Linked DNA regions of Mus musculus: all the other regions are linked to region 2. The links are chromatin contacts, called in public HiChIP or PLAC-seq and promoter capture Hi-C maps. All regions are on one chromosome and are shown on one strand. Each heading gives the region's core, a stretch centred on a gene start, on an enhancer-like site or on the middle of the called end of the contact. The rest is flanking DNA. Distances are from core to core; before and after follow the strand shown. Region 1 overlaps Crb1 (crumbs family member 1, photoreceptor morphogenesis associated). Region 2 holds the start of Ptprc (protein tyrosine phosphatase, receptor type, C). Region 3 holds the start of Zfp281 (zinc finger protein 281).

Region 1 (2,838 bases), core at 291-2,790, 1.1 Mb before region 2:
GTTTACACATATGGATATTAAATTTATATACATAAAAATTAATAAATAATAGTCATGTATGTTATGTTACTCTATTCATTTTGTTAATTAAATGTGTATGTATTCAAATATTCTTCTTCATTTTCTAACTTTCAAGATGTTACTATTATGAACTCATTTTCTACTGCATAATTGTAAGTAATTTTTCTGTCTAAATAAAAAATACTACATTTTCTCTCCTTAAGAAGTTTAAATTTTTCTTAGGAAAGATCATAGTCACTATGCCTATCAGGTTCTCTAAGTCTAAAACTTAAATGTTCATCAATATTGGGAAATTCTTGGCCATTTCATCTTTCAAAATCTCCTTTATCTTTTTTTATTGGCTGCTCTTGTAGATGGTTAGATGGCAATGCTCTTTGTCCTTTATCTTCTGTGATCCTGAGCTGCAATTTCCTTCCTGTTTCTGCTTGCTACACATGGAGCTCAAGTCAGATTCTCCCTTCCAGTAACTGTGATCTGTGTCCAGTCCATTATTTAATTCGCAGTGGGATTCTTATGCCAGTTATGTTTCTAAAAGGTTCTACCCCTTTAATTATTTTAAAATCTTTGACCTCTCCCATTTTAAGATCCATTTATATTTTCAGTTTTCTTAAATAATCCACTATCATTGTAAATTTTTACATCTCTTATTCTCAGTTCACAATCACAATTCTTTGCTTCTTATTTATTGATTCATTTTTAGCGTGATCTCTTATCCCTTGAAATTTTTGTTGGACCTATTTGTTGCCTGGGCTTAAAAGATTTCTCCCCAGAGTTTTTGGGTTTCTTTTATGTCTACTTTAGAGAATATCCAAGTTTCTAACTGTGGCTTTTATGTTGCACAGCACTGTGAATTTAGAATCCACACAAGAAAGCAGATTAGTAATTAGGAATTCTCCAGGAAATTTATTTTTCAGTTGAACAAAGCCTGTCAAAGTTTAGCTAATGCCTGTTACACACATTTGTCTCTTCTGATTCACTCAAAAGATATTCTTCCTTACAGCTTCAATTTGGATATACTATTATCAGGAAGGATTGTATTCATTTTCCTCAAGCTATGGTCCATCCAATTGTCAGCAATCAAAGTCCTATCTTTATCTTGAAGTTTTGTCAAGATAAGTTTCTTCTTATTCCAAACTTTCCATTGTCTACTTTGCCTAAGATAACCATTTCTATCCTAGAGTTTTATGTTTACCAGACATATTGCCACCTTCTTCTAGTTTTGAACTCAGTGCTTACAAAACATTTTTAAAGCCCCTGCCCATTGCTGGTGAGTTTAACCTTGCTTATTCTTTTTGTTCTCTGCCTTGTTGGATTATATTTTTAGGTCTACATCTTTTTTTATCTGCTTGTGGATTTTTATCTCTATTAATGCTTGATATTCCATGAATTAGTCCACTTACATAACTTTGACAAGGAAGTTCTTTAAAAAAAAACATTTAACCGGTTTCTTTTATTATGAAAATGAAAGTGAAAGCATATCATCTTGGGTCTTCTACCCTTAAGTTAAAAACCTCACCAAGCTTTTCCTAAGTTCTCAGCTCTCTGTGGGCAGCACAGTCTTTGTTAATGGAGTCATCACTTGGGGAACAGATGTTTCAAAACTTTTGGTTTTACACTTTTTAAGAATGACTGTCATAATTATGAGCTTTATTCTATTTTGTGGAGTGATTTAAACAAGCGTGCAAATTAAACTGATCACAATGAATTAATTCAGAAAGAAAATACAATTCTATTATCTTTTAGTATTAATTCTATTCAATCCTTTTCATTTCTCTCAGAAATATTTCAACTTTTAAGGTCTAATTTCTGTTCTCTAGTCCTTCTGTTCTCTAGATTAAACTCTGGGGCAATTTTTGATTTTGCTTTTAAACATTGATATAATTTTTAAACTATTAATTGCATTATAGCCAGGGGGAAAACACTGAGGACATTTAGCCTGAGGATTCTCTTGCACTAAGCATTGTACACATTTCTCCCAGGTCGTAGGTTTTAGTCAGGTTGTATGACACTTACACCTCCAGTGTAGATTAGTACAGCGCTGCATCAGAGCTTGCTTGAATGGTGCCTCATCATGTCCAGTGTCTTCTTTCCTCCCGCAGTCTTTAACCTCATCCTCTTGTCTGTTATCTGGCCATTTTCTTTTCCTATTTTTTCTCTTTATTTTCCTAGAAACCAAGTTTTCATGCATTCTAAAAGTTTCTGTGTGTTCCTTTGTAAATTCAATTTTAGCTTTTTTCCCCCCTTTAGCTTTTTGGAGTTATATCTCCTTTCTTTTATGGAACATTAGAGATGGACAAAGGAGATAGATTTATCCTTATTCTAGAAGCACTCTAGCTTTGCAAGTCCACACAAACTCATATATTTATCCAATTACCATGTGCTTTCTCTTTCTACCTTAAAACAAGCAAAACAAAACAGAAAGAAAAAAAAAGATTTCTTTAACACGCTTGGGTGGTAATGAAGCTCTGATTAGTGTGGCTGGGGACAATGAGTTGCTATAGCTGTTCTGAATGTTGAATTTGAGGTTAAACAACTGTCTTTCCTTGAACTTATTTTTTATATGAGCCAATAAAAGCTGTTGTTATATAGCCAGATTTCATTTGAGTTTCCTGTTGATAGATCTCAAATAATTCTGGCAATCTGATATTGACCTGAAGAGTTTCTACCCAGTGGAGAATAAATGTACCATCAACCGGTGTGTATTGAGTAGGATAGGCAGTCCTCAGACCCCACATGGCTCTCTGAAGGACAACGGAGTTCCTCATAGATGTCTGGTAGCTGGTGAACATCTGTTTGAACACCACTAATCTGAAATGG
Region 2 (2,767 bases), core at 104-2,603:
CGCATGGTGAGCTCCCTAACTAGTTATGTGATACCAGGTAGTCAACCCTATGTACACACAGACAAACACAGACACATACACACACACCTACACATCTACACATCTACACACACACACACACACACACATACACCACTAAACAAACTCAGTAGGTTATACCTTCAGGTGTGTGTGTGTGTGTGTGTGTGTGTGTGAGTGTGTGTATACATGTGTAGGGGTGTGTGTGTATGAGTGTATGTGTGTGTAGGGATGCGTTTATTTGTAGGTGTGTGTGTAGCAATAAAAGTTAAAGAATAAATGGTATGAATTAGGGATGAATCTGTGTATTTGGACATAGGAGGGTTCTGGGGAAAAGAGAGAGTGGGGGGAAATAATGCAAATTCAATATACATGTGAAATTGATCAGGGATGTGTGTGGTGGGGTGGGGAAATACTATGATCAAAAGAAACAAGTTAACTTTGTAAAAGACAAGGCTTGGTTTTCATTGCTCTTCTTTCATTGGTAAATAGCACAGAGCAACCCCAAATGTAGGGGCACTCCTGTCTTGAAGCAGAATTCACTGATGCACAGAGGAGAGTCTCACTCCACCACTCAAGGAGATACCTGCATAAAACTCAATGAAACCACCACCAGCAGCCCTGAAAAACAAATTGGGAGGCTCTTTAAAGCCAGTGAAGGTAGTTTTGCATAGGAAAGCCACATCACCGAGGAAATAGGCATACCATTTGAGTCTGAGCTCCTTATGGTAAATAACAGGAGTTGGCAGACATAAGCAGAAAGACAGTTGGTTTGGGTCACTTGGTCGTCTTCAACGAACTTCAGAGCCTCGTACCAGCTTAGTCACTGTGTTATCTTGCCAACCCCTATGTTGTTATACTCATGTGGAAGCTTGTCATATCTTGGGTAAGAAAATTATTGATGACTTGGGAGGGATGTATTGTTTTTGAATAAAGCTTCCTTAAAAAGATATTAAAAAGGAGCAATATTTATATAGTTTAAAACTGTTTTCCTTTAGAGGAAAATTGAGACGAACCGCTAACAGCATAATTACTTGAATTAAGGAAGTAAGAAGCCATTGCACTGACTTTGAACGACCTTTTTTTTTTTTTTTTTAACTTCCTGCAAAGAGGACCCTTTACAGTATTTTTGGAGAAGTTAGTAAAACCGAATCTGACATCACCATTTAGCAGTGCATGTAGCTAGCAAGTGGTTTGTTCTTAGGGTAAGAGAGTAGGAAACTTGCTCCCCATCTGATAAGACAGAGTGCAAAGTATGCGTTCTTTTCTTTTAGTTTTGACTTAGCTTTACAGAGACAAACTTCAAGAGAGATAACCATTATTTTGCCTTTCAGGGAGACCCTATTTCTTAGGGGCACAGCTGATCTCCAGATATGACCATGGGTTTGTGGCTCAAACTTCTGGCCTTTGGATTTGCCCTTCTGGACACAGAAGTCTTTGTCACAGGTAAGCACACCCATATTCATTTTTACTTCCTTGTATTTTGTTGATTTTGTGGCAAAGGCTAGGTTGAAATGGCTATTTTTAAAAGTTGCGTGTGATGGATATTGAAAGTAAGAAGATTCGTTACTCCATGTTCAAGTTTGCCGTTGTTCAGAGAAACAAGGCCTAGTGGAGGGCAGCATACACTGCTTCTGTTCAAAATACATAAATGTTTCGGGGAAAGATCACACTTTAATAGGAAAGTTGACTCTCTTTGTCTCTCTTTATTTGGAAACTGTTCAGGAATGTAGCTAAAGCAATTGATCCAACCTGCATCTGCTATGGTTAGAGGAATTGTTAATTAAGTCAGCTTTTAATGCTTTTGATCAAAATATGAAAGGTTTAAAATCACGAGACAGCTTTGCTTGTGTGTAAGCCAGTCTCTTCAGACAAAGGGTTGTTTCCTCAAATGTTAATGATTATTAAAATAGGGTTTTGAATGCTCAGCTACAGAAAGGCTGAAGAGCACATTAGGTGCTTTAAAAACTCTCCGTGTTGTCTTACCATCGAATGTGTTTTGAATTAATCATTTTAGTTCTGAGATAATGCTTCCTATGAATTCTGCTGTGGAAATTCTGGTAGAGCCACCGCCCTTCCTGGGTGATGGGTACAGAGTACAGCCTTGAAAAGGTAGACGTGTGTTACAGTTCATAAAATTCCTACAAATGCTGTGTCCTTCAGGACAGGGTGACCAGGCAGGCACTGCTTACTGAAGGTTCAGTCCTTCTTACATATCTGGTCTGGTCAATAATTATTTCTGGAGTAGTTTCTCTTTGAGACATGAGTTGATTATCAAGTTACAGCTAGATGGCATTTCTCCTTGTAGTGTTTAATCTAAGATACTTTTAAATGGGGAAAATAGTTAATTGTATCAGAATTCAATTTTATTTTTTTCCTGATGTTCACTCCTCTCGTTTCCAAAGAAATCCCTGGTACTAAGCCGGCTAACGTCTGCTCTGTGTTGTCTGAGGGCCTGGAAAAGAAATGCAGCCTCAGATACTTGTTTGTTGATGTTATCACAATAAGTTTGTTTTGCTTTTTAATTGGAAAGATGGATTTTTTTTTCAAAAGAAAATCCAGTTAGGTAAGTTGCGAATTTGCTTGGATGAGGTTTATCTGGCATAAGATGATTTTAAACAATGCAGGGCACCACAGAATCTTGTCACAATGCACCAACTACTTCCCAGGTCGTGAGCTCTCTATGATTTTTGTTATAATGTAAAGAGAATTATAGAGAAGAATTGAAGATTGTACATTTTATCATATA
Region 3 (3,055 bases), core at 497-2,996, 1.6 Mb after region 2:
TCATCTATTCCAGTGCCAATTATGCTCCCACTGGTAGACACAGTAGGCATTTCTACTGAATAACTCTGCATGTTTATATTGTTTGACATTTGTGATTCATTTGTTTTGCCAGTCTTGTGTTCCTTATTTTCAATAGCTATGCTTTTCGACTTCGACTTTCTCCTTGAGGAACTTGTATTTCCCTGAGACAACACAGCCAGGTTACCCATACTGTTATGGTTTGATGACCCAGGTTCTGCACTAGCGGCTCCTTTTGCTATGGCTTCACCACACGTGCGCCTGTGCTTCAACAATCTGTCAGTCCTTGAAAAATACTGTTGGCAAGTGTCACACTTGTATGGCTTTTCTCCACTATGTGTCCTCTTGTGTCTCTCCATATGGTACTTCTGAATAAACTTCATGCTGCACTGATCGCACCCAAAGGGTTTCTCTCTGCTGTGAATTTTCTCGTGTCTCTGCAGTAGGTATTTCTGGATGAAACCCATACTACACTGGCTGCACTGGAAAGGCCTTTCGCCCGTGTGGATGAGGACATGTCTCCGCAGGTGGTAGGAGCTCCTGAAAGCAGCACTACAGTGATCACAGATATGAGGTTTCTGACTTGGGGACAGGACGGCACCTTCTCCCTCTCCAACCAAAGGTTTGGAAGATGCACTTGGCTTCCTCTTGGCTTTGATTCCCTGAGATTCTGGCTTTGGCCTCTTTGCCTTTTTGACGTTAGCGTCCTGCTTTGGCTCCTGGTTGCCGTGCTCATCAGTCCTGCTACCGCTGCTCAGTAATACATCGCGGTGGTGCTGGGCCGGTTGCTGCTGGGCATGCTGGTGCAGAAGACTGAGGTCTTGGATGACGCCGTGGCTCCCCCCTTCCCCTCCTCCTAGGCCTGGTGATCGCTCTTCAGCCCCAGCGAACAGCCCCCCATAGTGGTGGTGGTGATGGTGGTGGTGGGACGGCTGCTCCTCGGGATCCGCAGGTTTCTCCTGCTTGATGCTCACCAAGGACTGCAAGAATCCCCAGGAGGTCCTCTGCGAAGGGAAGGCCGCGGCTGACGCCGCCGGCTCCTTCTTGAAAGTCATGTCCGGGGCTGGCGGAGGGGGGGGCTCAGCGGCCGGGGCTGCGGAGGTAGAGGAGGATAACACGCACTGCGGGGGAGGGGCGGCCGTCCCCGCCGGCCGGGTGAAGCTGGTGACCGGGGGAAGCCGGTGGTTGAACATAACCATACTCTGGGGGAAGGTGGGCTCCATCTCTGCTCTCCTGCCGCCGCCGCTGCCGCCGCTGGCGCTGCCGGAGCTGCCGCCGGAGCCGCTACCACCGCTACTGCTGGGACCGCCGCCGCCGCTAAGGAACCCGCTGCCGATTTTCATACCCCGGAGGAGGCCTGGCTGCGGAGAGGAGGGAGAGGAGGGAAGAGGGGGAACGGCGGTAGGGCCGGGCCCCGGGCCGGGACCACCGCAGCGTTTGGGACCCGCCGCGCCGCCGCCCAGCCCGCACCGCGCCCGGCTCCCGTCCGCAGCCCCGCCGCCTCCGGCCCGGCGCGCTCGACCCCGCGGCCTTCTTGGCCGCTCCCGCGCCCGCCCCGGCCCGCCGGCCACACTTACGGGTTCCGCCGCCGCCGCAGCCGCCGTCGCCTCCAGTTAATAAAAATAACGCCGTCCTCTCCACAATGGAATTAAAAGCCTCCCCGCTTCTGCGCAGCCGCGGCGCGGTGTCTGCCGGGAAGTCCTCGACCGGACCAGAGGGGCGCTCGGCGAGCCCCGTGCGCCTGCGCCTCAGTTTCCGCCTGGCTAGCCTGTCAATCAAGCGGGCGGTTGGGCGGAGCTGCTGGGGGCTAGGTGGGAGGGGCGGGGACTTGGAGGCGGACAGCGGAGGGTCTTCCGCAGCGAGGGGACGTGATTGGTGGCCCTGCTGAGGGGCAGACAGTGGCTGAGGGTTTCTAGGGAGAAGGCGCTCCGGAGGTGGAGCCCAAGGGGCGGGAAGTCCGGGGACGCCAGGAGAGCGTGTTGCAGCGTGGCGTGGGAGCTGCAGAGGAAGGGGTTAGGGAAGGTGGAGACACTGAAAACTGAACATTGGCATTTGGTTCACTTTAGTGTTTGCAATCCAAGTATTGAATCAAAATCAAACAGAGAATAGGATTCCTTAAGGTACTTGTGATTCTGCCTGAAAGCTTTAAACTCGTAACGGTATTGATTACAGATAGCTTTTACTCCTTTTCAGAATGGAGACAGCAATAACGCTTGTCTTTGCCTTTATTGAAGGAGCCTTTGAGACTGCCATAGAGGAGGGACCGCTGCAGAAAATTGTCTCAGTGCCAGCCTACCTGAAGGCTACGCAAAGGGAAACCACGTGTAATCCCAGGTGCAGCTGTCCTGTAAAACACGCCCACACACACTTCATCATCAGATGGTATTTAAATGCCACGTACTTTCTCAGTTGTCTGAATTTGCTTATTACGTTGAATACTAACTAGCCTCAAATACTGGCCATCGTTCTTGTTTAAAATCTCTGTTAGGATACATACCCCACTCTCCCAACCCCTCCAGTATAGAATACCTAGAAACTTGAAAAGTTGTTCCTTATTCAGTTGGGGGAAATTAGATAAAATCTTGAAATTAAAAGTTCTATCGACAAAACCAAATAGATATTAATTTAGTGCCTAATAATGTATAAAAGGCATTCACAGCGAGCATGCAAAAATCTAAACCAGCAACTTTCCTAGGTGTATTTATACACCACAGACTTTTTAATAAAAAGACCTGGAGAACAGTTATTTACATAGTGTGTTTTCTTAAAGAAATCACACGTCCATATTCTCATAGTGTTTCTCGAGATGACTTCTTGTAATAACTTCCTTGAGAAATTTTGCAATTAAAGCCATAGCGGTGTATTGTTTACCAACACAGGCCTCTCTGAGCCTGCCCAGAAACCTTAAAACTGTATTTTATGAATAGTTTCATGAGGCATTGTATCTTCCTAGCCCCATGGAACTACAGTTAAATTATTTCCTGAAACTACCAGGTATAGCTAAGCGTTGAACACTGAAAATTCAAAAACTTCAGAC

Evidence for each region. Promoter capture Hi-C pulls out the DNA fragments that hold promoters and counts their contacts. HiChIP or PLAC-seq counts read pairs in DNA pulled down with a chosen protein or histone mark.
Region 1: an H3K27ac HiChIP or PLAC-seq map of large pre-B cells shows a contact between it and region 2, with 4 times the contacts expected there. The contact joins the enhancer-like site here to the promoter of Ptprc in region 2. A contact is called at or near these places in 8 of 39 promoter capture datasets (the 3T3-L1 cell line, 3T3-L1-derived adipocytes, cranial neural crest and 5 more) and 1 of 115 datasets of contacts at active chromatin or transcription factors (large pre-B cells).
Region 3: a contact with region 2 is called in a promoter capture Hi-C map of neutrophils, with 4 times the contacts expected there. The contact joins the promoter of Zfp281 here to the promoter of Ptprc in region 2. A contact is called at or near these places in 1 of 39 promoter capture datasets (neutrophils), 1 of 484 Hi-C or Micro-C datasets (B cells) and 1 of 115 datasets of contacts at active chromatin or transcription factors (regulatory T cell precursor).

The regions. Positions count from the first base shown.
Region 1 is chr1:139,262,008-139,264,845 of GRCm38.p6, reverse strand. All of the region lies in intron 5 of Crb1 (crumbs family member 1, photoreceptor morphogenesis associated), which reads left to right. Among named protein-coding and RNA genes, the nearest start is that of Gm41960, 96 kb to the right of the region's middle. Within about 2 kb of position 1,540, at least 17 of the 459 cell types and tissues checked have an H3K27ac peak or open chromatin away from gene starts, as enhancers often do.
Region 2 is chr1:138,173,712-138,176,478 of GRCm38.p6, reverse strand. Ptprc (protein tyrosine phosphatase, receptor type, C) reads left to right here and starts at 1,353. Exons shown (of 32, transcript NM_001111316.2): 1 at 1,353-1,464. The coding sequence starts at 1,392.
Region 3 is chr1:136,623,592-136,626,646 of GRCm38.p6, reverse strand. Zfp281 (zinc finger protein 281) reads right to left here and starts at 1,746. Exons shown (of 2, transcript NM_177643.4): 1 at 1,596-1,746; 2 at 1-1,375. The coding sequence starts at 1,361.